2 separate regions of the Arachis hypogaea genome follow, and region 1 is linked to region 2. The links are chromatin contacts, called in public Hi-C maps. All regions are on one chromosome and are shown on one strand. The core of a region is the stretch at or near the end of the contact, and the rest is flanking DNA. Distances in the headings are between cores, read along the strand shown.

Evidence for each region. A called contact is a pair of places that touch in the nucleus more often than the background predicts.
Region 1: a contact with region 2 is called in a Hi-C map of an unstated tissue, with 4 times the contacts expected there. The contact joins the promoter of LOC112801534 here to the enhancer-like site in region 2. A contact is called at or near these places in 2 of 8 Hi-C or Micro-C datasets (leaf and an unstated tissue).

Annotation. Positions count from the first base shown.
Region 1 is chr5:44,574,495-44,578,499 of arahy.Tifrunner.gnm2.J5K5, forward strand. LOC112801534 (protein GAMETE CELL DEFECTIVE 1, mitochondrial) reads left to right here and starts at 1,852. Exons shown (of 3, transcript XM_025844323.3): 1 at 1,852-2,603. The coding sequence starts at 2,002.
Region 2 is chr5:43,911,873-43,916,464 of arahy.Tifrunner.gnm2.J5K5, forward strand. No RefSeq gene overlaps it. Among protein-coding and RNA genes, the nearest start is that of LOC112801531, 16 kb to the left of the region's middle. Within about 2 kb of position 1,784, at least 1 of the 3 cell types and tissues checked has open chromatin away from gene starts, as enhancers often do.

The sequences.
Region 1 (4,005 bases), core at 602-3,101, 660 kb after region 2:
AAATCCTAATTTTCGTTCCTAATGTTTGAAATGTCTTATTGTTATTCTAAACATTTTATTTCATCCTGTTTTAGCCATTTACAAATATCCCTTTTCTGTATTATTATTATTATTATTATTATTATTATTATTATTATTATTATTATTATTATTATTATTATTATTATTATTATTATTATTATTATTATTATTCCGTAATTTTTACTCTTAAATTACTACGACCACCATTATGGCAACTATAATTATGATTTTCAATTTGCTGCTATTTAAAAAAAATATAATAGAAAATATGATACTTTTGAAAAAAAAAATTGATCAAAAAATTAAAATAGAATAAAATAAAATATTTGAAATTAAAATAAGATGTTTTAAATATTAAAATTTTGGACTTAATTCAAATATTAAAGACTAAAACAGTATTTTATCTTAATATTTTTGTCATAACAATAAAAAATATCTTAAAATTTTTTTATTCCAAATTTAGTTGTACTTAAACAAATTAATTTTTATATATGATTAGCTATATATAACATTTTCAAGAGTTAACAATATAAGTCACTAAAAGTTTTGTTTATTAATTATGAGAAGATATCTACTACTTCTACTAATAATAATATATATTTTACATAGAAGACTTTAAAAAATAGAATTTTAATGCAAATATTTTAAATTAATTTTAAATTGTTAATTTTGTTAATAAATAATTTATTTAACTTTAAACATATATAAAATATTTATTTTTATTTTAAATATTTTTATAATAAAAATAATTAAACTTTTTAATTGACTGTGACTTTATAATTTAAAATTTTAGTTGTGTTTTTTTTATATTTTTTAAAAAATAAATATTTTATATCTTTTCATATATTAGCTCGTGATATATATATATATAAGTAAAAAAAATTAAGATTTTAAAAATTAGACCGGATTTGACGGTTCGATTAGATTAGCTAAATATCGGTCTTTTAACAAGTTTTCTTGATTTTAAAATTGGTTTGTAAAAAATCGATAAAAAATTAGCCGAACTGACAGTTAATCAGTAAACTAGTTGAACTAGGCCAATTTTTTGAAAGGCTGATTTGCTATTTCGCATAAAAATGGGGCTAGAAGCCTTTCCCTTTCTCCCCAAAATTTAACCCTAATTTTTAATTTGTGTGACTAGAAGCAGAACATACCCGCTTTTCCTTCTCTCTCTCTCTCATCCTAACATCCAACCCTAATTTTTTGTAACCTTATCAAAGCAAACAGCAAAGTCACATTCCTTTCATAGAAAACTCAGGTCACCATTGAACTAACATCATCATCCTATTGGTATTGTTCGATTTAATTCGCTTCTGACTATAACAGATTGTGGTGGTTCTTATATGTGGTTATGATTATGATTTGTGATGAGTGGTGTTTTTTTTTAGTTAAAAATTTGTTATTGTTTTATTTTTGTGTAATAAATCATGATATATTTGTCAATTATATATATTTTGATTATTTTGTTATAAACTTTAATATTTATACATGTTTGTAAATTTTTAACGATAAATTATAAATAAATTATTGTATAAAATTATAAAATTTTTGAATTTTATTAGTTTAAAAATTATTATATTAAATATTTTAATTTTATATTCAAATATTAATATATTTATTTTATATTTAATTAAATCAATTTAACCATAATTCTATTTCGATAAGACTATTGAATTATTGAGCCAATTATTCTACTATTCATCGGCTGATTCATTGGCCTGTTCGGCTCTCGCAAACTTAAAAAAAAAAAAAAAAAAAGGGTGCCGTCTCGTAGCGTTTCATGTTTTTGGGAACCCGTTTATAATTGGGCCTACTTTTTCATTAATGGGGCGAGCGATATAGAGCCTAATGACGAATAACCCATATTACGGTATGTTCTATCCTCTTCCACTCCGAATCCAATGTCTACTTCACGGTCCGAGTAGCGCTTAGCTACTTGCCTACTTCGCTACTTAGCTTCCTAATTTCTAGGAACAAAAAATGCAAGCGTTTCGAAGAATCGCAACCTCTATCTCAGTATCAAAACCGAAGCAATTAAACGCACCGTCGTTCACGGTTGCCGCCAAACCCTATCTCAAACTTTCCGACAAGGTTCCCGCGACCAGGTTCTGGTCGTCGGGGCGCGATTCCGGCAACGGCGAAGATGAATGGAACGAGGCGTGGGAGTCAGCGTGGCTTCCGGAGGATCTCACGCCCAAGTCTCGGGCGCCATGGGAGACCGACGTTAACTTTGGTTCCCCCTCCACGTCCTTGCCGGAGTCTTCCTCCACCGCCGTTTCCGACGGGGTCGCGGTGGCGGAGATCGAAACTCATGCTGACGCGGAGACGAAGGCGTTCGTGGAGGAGATGAACGAGAATTGGGAGGTTAGGAGAAAGAAGGGATCGAAGGAGAAAGAGAAGGTGCAAAATGGTGCCGTTTATAGCGTGGAGAATATGAAGAAGGATTACCGGTTGAGGAAGCAAAGGGTGCACGCTGGGCTGTGGGTTAAGGAGATTGAGAAGCTCGAGGAGGCTAAGTTGGGGGATCACATTGGCAGCGGCGGCGGCGATGACATTCAGAGATTGCTTGACAGCTGCTCGGAGTATGCCTCTCTCTCTCTCTCTTGTAATTTCGGTGTTGAAAATTGGAATTACATTTCTATTTGTACTTTTATTTTATTATTTTCAAATAAGAATAAAGGGACAATTAGGTCTCAAAGATTTTGCCTTCCTACTAATTAGTTTCTAAAGAAAAAAACAATATCACTTTGGCCCTCCAGAAAAGCAAACCGTAGACATGTGATGAACTTCTATCAATTTATCAACTAAAACTTACCGGTGATGTTTATGCACGGTTAATTACTTTGACGTGCCTATCTACGAAAGATAGCCATATAGATAACAATTTTTGGAGCTAAACTTCACTTGTTTTGATAGCATTTGCGATAATTAGAGAGATAAAGGGTATATAAAAACTCAAAAGATAATAAATATTTTACTGTCCAAAATTACAGTAACAAGACATGCACCACTATAAATAATGAAATACATGGACAATTTCTTTTGTTTTACACTATTTATTGACAGAAGGATATATATGTTCACTGTTTGCTATTTTGGAGAATCTAATTGGTACTTCTTTTCTTCAAGGACTAATTAGTCCAAGTTCAACATCTTCAAAGATCTAATTGTTACTTTATTCTTCAAATAATGAAGGTTTTGTAACGTTAATGCATGGTGTGGATGGTCCCCTAATTGGATTATGAGTAAGTATTCAGAGTTGGTCAGTTGAAGTTGCCTAATACTGATGAGTGAGGAGAATTTTAGATGGGATTGGACCATGTTAGTGAAGTTTAGGGTTCCTAGTTTTATGAGATAAACATAAATTTTATGTTGCAGGGAAGAGTTGTCTTAGTTTAAGATCAGGTATGGCTTTGAGATCAATGAGGTACTTACTATAATTTTACATTTTGATAAATGTGAGGGGCCAACACTTTTTATCAATATTAGGTAACACTTTATTTTTATACTATTAAGATTTAGGGTTTAGGATTTTGAATTTAGTATAAAAATACTTTTATTGGCCAGGTGTTGGTAAAATATGATAAATTTGTTGGTCATATAGTATTGCTGTTACATTTTTATAATAATCCATCAATGAGAAATCTCAAGAATTGAACTAAAGTCGGCTTTGTGAGGCACTGAGGTCTGAGGCCTTAATGTCTTTATGTTATTGGTGACTGCACACAATCTTATGAGGCATTATAGCTACTTTGATAGCGTAGGGCATGTCAAATTTGTGTTGAATGTGGTCTCGTCAATGGGAATGTTAATGCATATGTTGCTTTGACAAGTTGCCATTCAACATAGTTGTCTATCTAAATAAAATTAATAAATTATAAAACGATAGTTTCTCATGTTAAATATAAACATGGCACCATGTATAATTTTTGAAAATTCTTAGCAAGGATTCAGGAGTGTTTGATAGTATCTCATTTTATCAAT
Region 2 (4,592 bases), core at 534-3,033:
CAATCTCATTAGAGCTTAGAATGTTTTACCATAGTGTGGAGTTAATTTTTACATATATATCCTTCAGATTTATTATGTAAAGACACTTGCTTGTATATCGTTTCCACAAATCTAACTTTTAGATTTATTACCTCAACACAAATTTGTGTACCATCAAATCTCAAATTTCTCCCATTGTGCAATCGGACTATTAATGTTTTTATAAATTTTGTTACCCTTTAAATTTGAGGATTCAATTTGTTAAAATAAAAAAATAAACTCACCCAAAAAAACATATCGGCATCCATATCGGCATCCATGACGCTCTTGTCATAAGGTCCCTTGAATCCCCAATTGAGATGAGTTTAGTGGGAAATCGGGATAGAGATGACAGGAGGTATTGGTCTCTTGGTATGTTCTTTTAGAAGTACGTCTGGATGCACCCCGTGGTATCATGTACTTTTTATTTAATAATTTCACCTTTGAGCATAAAGAAGCAATAAACTAATTAATATGGAGAACCTTCTTTTTTGATGCTAGTCTTTCCTCCATGAATAGTAGTCACTTTTGATGAATATAGCATATCTCATCTCACAGAAAGGACATATAAAACGAACTCATCAGAATCCCAACTTCATATAGAGGATCAATACGTGTTATCCACCCTCCATTATCTAAGCTAAAAAGCCTGTGGAGCTAGAAGCTACTTTAATTTCTCTTTTTCTCATCCCAGGTGTCAAATAATTAAACCATATTTGCCTTAAACTTTATAATATATCTTCACAGATCTTTGAGCTGCCCAATTGTTCTTCACTTCTCTGGCTTCCCACCAAATCAAGTGAGCCTCTTATGCTTGAATTGACCACTATAACAAGAGGCATTAGTTTGTATGTTAGTGTATGTAACACTATTTTATATATATGGTGAATCAATCAAATTTGTAAAAAAAAAAACATAATAATAATAATAATAATAATAATAATAATAATAATAATAATAATAATAATAATAATAATAATAATAATAATAATAATTTTCTTATCCAATCGATATATTTAATAATCAACTGTTATATAAACACAAAAACTTAGCTTTATCAGTCATTGTATAAAGACACATATTTAGTGTCACAAAAGAGTTTGATTATATTACCATGACATATTTGAATATTTTGTATAAAATATTTGAATATTTTAAAGATGAATTATTTTATTAGAAAATTTATAAATAATAACATAAACAAATATGCAAATATAAGTTGATTATTTTTGGTGGTCTAATAGGTATTTGATGGACCTAATTAAATTTATTTTTTTTAAAAAAAAGTAAATATCCAATTTGTCATTTGTCTATTTTTATGAAAGATTACACTACGACCCCCTAGTCTCCTAATAAAAAATAAATTATAAATGACAAGACGATATGCTAATCTTTCACTTACTCTTTTTTTAAGAAATATTAATCCATTTTCACCTAAAATAATAACGTGTATTTAAGAGATTGAATAATTTGTTTTAATGATATTGTTTTGGATTAAAAAAGTAAAGTAAATAACATAGTCTTTTTATACTCACCTAAAAAGTTACGAATTTGAATCTCTTTATTTTTAGAAAAAAAAAAAGACTAAGAATTATTTTATAGTTTTTTTTAATTAATAGTTGCTTTGTCTTCTATATAAATGAATAAGGATCCAATTAAATCTAGTATTTATTCGGGGAAAAAGGTTTATGTAGTACACAGAGGCGATGGCACATAAAATTGGCATAAAGTGAACATGCCAGCTAAAAAATCTCTTATTATTAAGTGGTGGGATATATTGGACTCGGATTCCTTTTTATGCCACCAGTAATGTCCAAAGCTATGATAAATTATATCCATCCGCCACTTACTCAACATCACCACAATTTTCTTTGTCTCCTTATAAACCATCACAATAAACATTGCACATTTTATATGCTCACTTATATATGATTGATTGTCCAACAACTTTATCTTAAATAGTACAAGATTATCCTTATCACAATGCAAGGATCACAATGTTTTTTTGTCTAAGAGCTTTAATTATTTCCATTTGTATGTGCTTTAGAAATCTTTGAGTATTCTATTGCTAGGAGAAAATATGAAAACAATAACAAAACTAGGCTTTTAAACTTTTTTAAATCAAATACTCAATCAAGTCACAGTTTATTTTTTCAAACAAATATATATAAATATTTGTCATGGTTGTTTTTTCTTCTTTCTTCCCTCCCTCTTTCTCTTCCTCTTCTTTTTAATTTCTTTTTTTTTATTATTCTCGTCGTCGTCGTCGTCGTCATCTTCTTCTTCTTGTTTGATTTCTTCTCCTCATTATTTTTTCTTCTCATTCTTTTTTTATTATCATTGTCGTCGTTGTCGTCGTCTTCGTCTTCTTCTTTTGCTATATGTTTAGGAAACTAGAACACAGAAATTTTGATTCACAACACAAAAGATTTTAATGTACAACACATAAATTTTTAAATGACTACGTATGCAGAATATTAACATCCAACCAACAAAATACACACAGCACATAAAATTTAGTGCATAGCATAAAAATTTTGGTGTTCATCGCAAATTTTTTTGACAAATTACATATTCAAAATATTGACCCCAACCAACAATATATATATAGTACAAAAATTTCGATATATGATAAAAATTTTTGATATACAGCTTGGTGACAGAGTTTGAAGAGAATTTTTAAAGGGCTAATAAAAAGTTTTAACATAAAAATTATATAATAATATTTATATTAAAATAAAATGTATAAATAATTATTTTTAAAATTTGTTAGAAATATGACAAAAAAAATAAATAATTTTACAAATAAAAGTAATTTTTAACAATTAAATCAAAATAAAAAAATTTTAGTACTTTTTTTAATATAAATAAAAAAATTATCATTAAAAAAAATCATCTTTTAAATTAACTTTAAAATAATTGATTTATTATTGTTTTTTTTTTGGAGATCTTTAGCTCTTTTAATTTTGTAGGAAATGATATTAAGAATGTGTAAAAATTTTGTTAGTCTTCAATTAATTAGTTTGTTATTCATGTGAAATAAAAAAAATATATTGATTGTATGAAAAAGCAATAATGTAACATAGGAGGCAATGGAGTATGAGATTGGTAGAAAATGAAATGAAAATAAAAAAAGTGAGAGTTTAAAAAAATATTATACTCAATTAAACTAATCATATCAAATAAACATCTGGTACTAATAGTTTTATAAAAGAGTTGGGGCAGCCATGGTCCTGATTGGCAATGGAAAGCTTCGTCCTTAGCTTGTGTATAACACATAAAATTTTTTTATATATAGCACAAAAATTTTAAAAAAATCATATGCTTAGAATATTAATTTATTCAATTAATCAATTATATTTGTGACAAAAATTTATTTGTTATATTTAAAAATTTATGTGGTATATGTAAAAATTTATGTGTTATGTCAATATGTTTGTATATTCTTCAACAAAAATTTGTATACTGAATTTTCTTTTGTTGAATTTATGTTAATTTGATTGGATTTGACTATAAAAATATTTGTATGTATAGTATTACTCATATAAAAAATCTACTTTAGATAGTTAATATTAAAAAATTTTAAAATTTAAATTTATAACCTAAAATTTAAAGTTAATAGTTTAGGATTTAAGATCTAAAATTTACTATAAATAAAATAATTTAAAAATTTGATTAATTTTAACCGAAATTTTTTTTAGCATTATTCATTTATTTATCTATTAATTATGAAAGATCTCAAATAGCCTTGTATTAAGAGTTTTACTGTTGTACAGGCGAATCCAAATCCAAGATAATATATTAGATGATATGAAAAAAATGAATGATACTCTTGCTACTCAAGTGATTTTTTAATAATATTTTTATACTATACAGTCTAAGTTTAAATCTCATTTATTACCTTTTAAATCTTATCAGCTCTTTCTCACTGATAACAATATATAGGTCAGTCATTTTGTTTAATGGTTTTTATTATTCCTTTTATTGTTTACATTTTTTTCTTAATTATTACATCTGTTATAATGTGAAAATACTTTAATTTTTATAACGGACTTGCTACACATACAAGCAAAAAGACCATATAAGTTTTACAAGTTTCCAACTCAGATTTCATTCACACGCGTAGTCACTCACTTTGAATGGAACGTAAAATACACGCGCTCCACTCAACGGTTGCGCTTCGCGAAAAGTGCTGCTTAATGGCGCACTCTTCCGCTTCTCTAAGCCCTTCAAAGAAAACACAAACCGTCCATTTTCAGCAAGATTGCAAACTGCAGAGATAAAACTTGTCGCAAAAATTAGAACTCTCCATCAACACAAGATAGAACTCTCCATCAACAATCTTCAGAAAAAACGAAGATATATTACTTAAGGTACATTACTATTTTACTCATCTTGTATATTTTTCACATTTCGAAATAAAAAAACTAGGTTTTACTGTTCTTCTACGTTCTTCTAGGTTTTACTATTCTTCTTGTTCTAGGTCTCATTTTACAGTTTTTAATGTTCTACTTGTTTTAGGTTTTACTATTATTCTTGGTTGTTCTAGTTCCTCTTAGTTGTTCTAGGTGTTA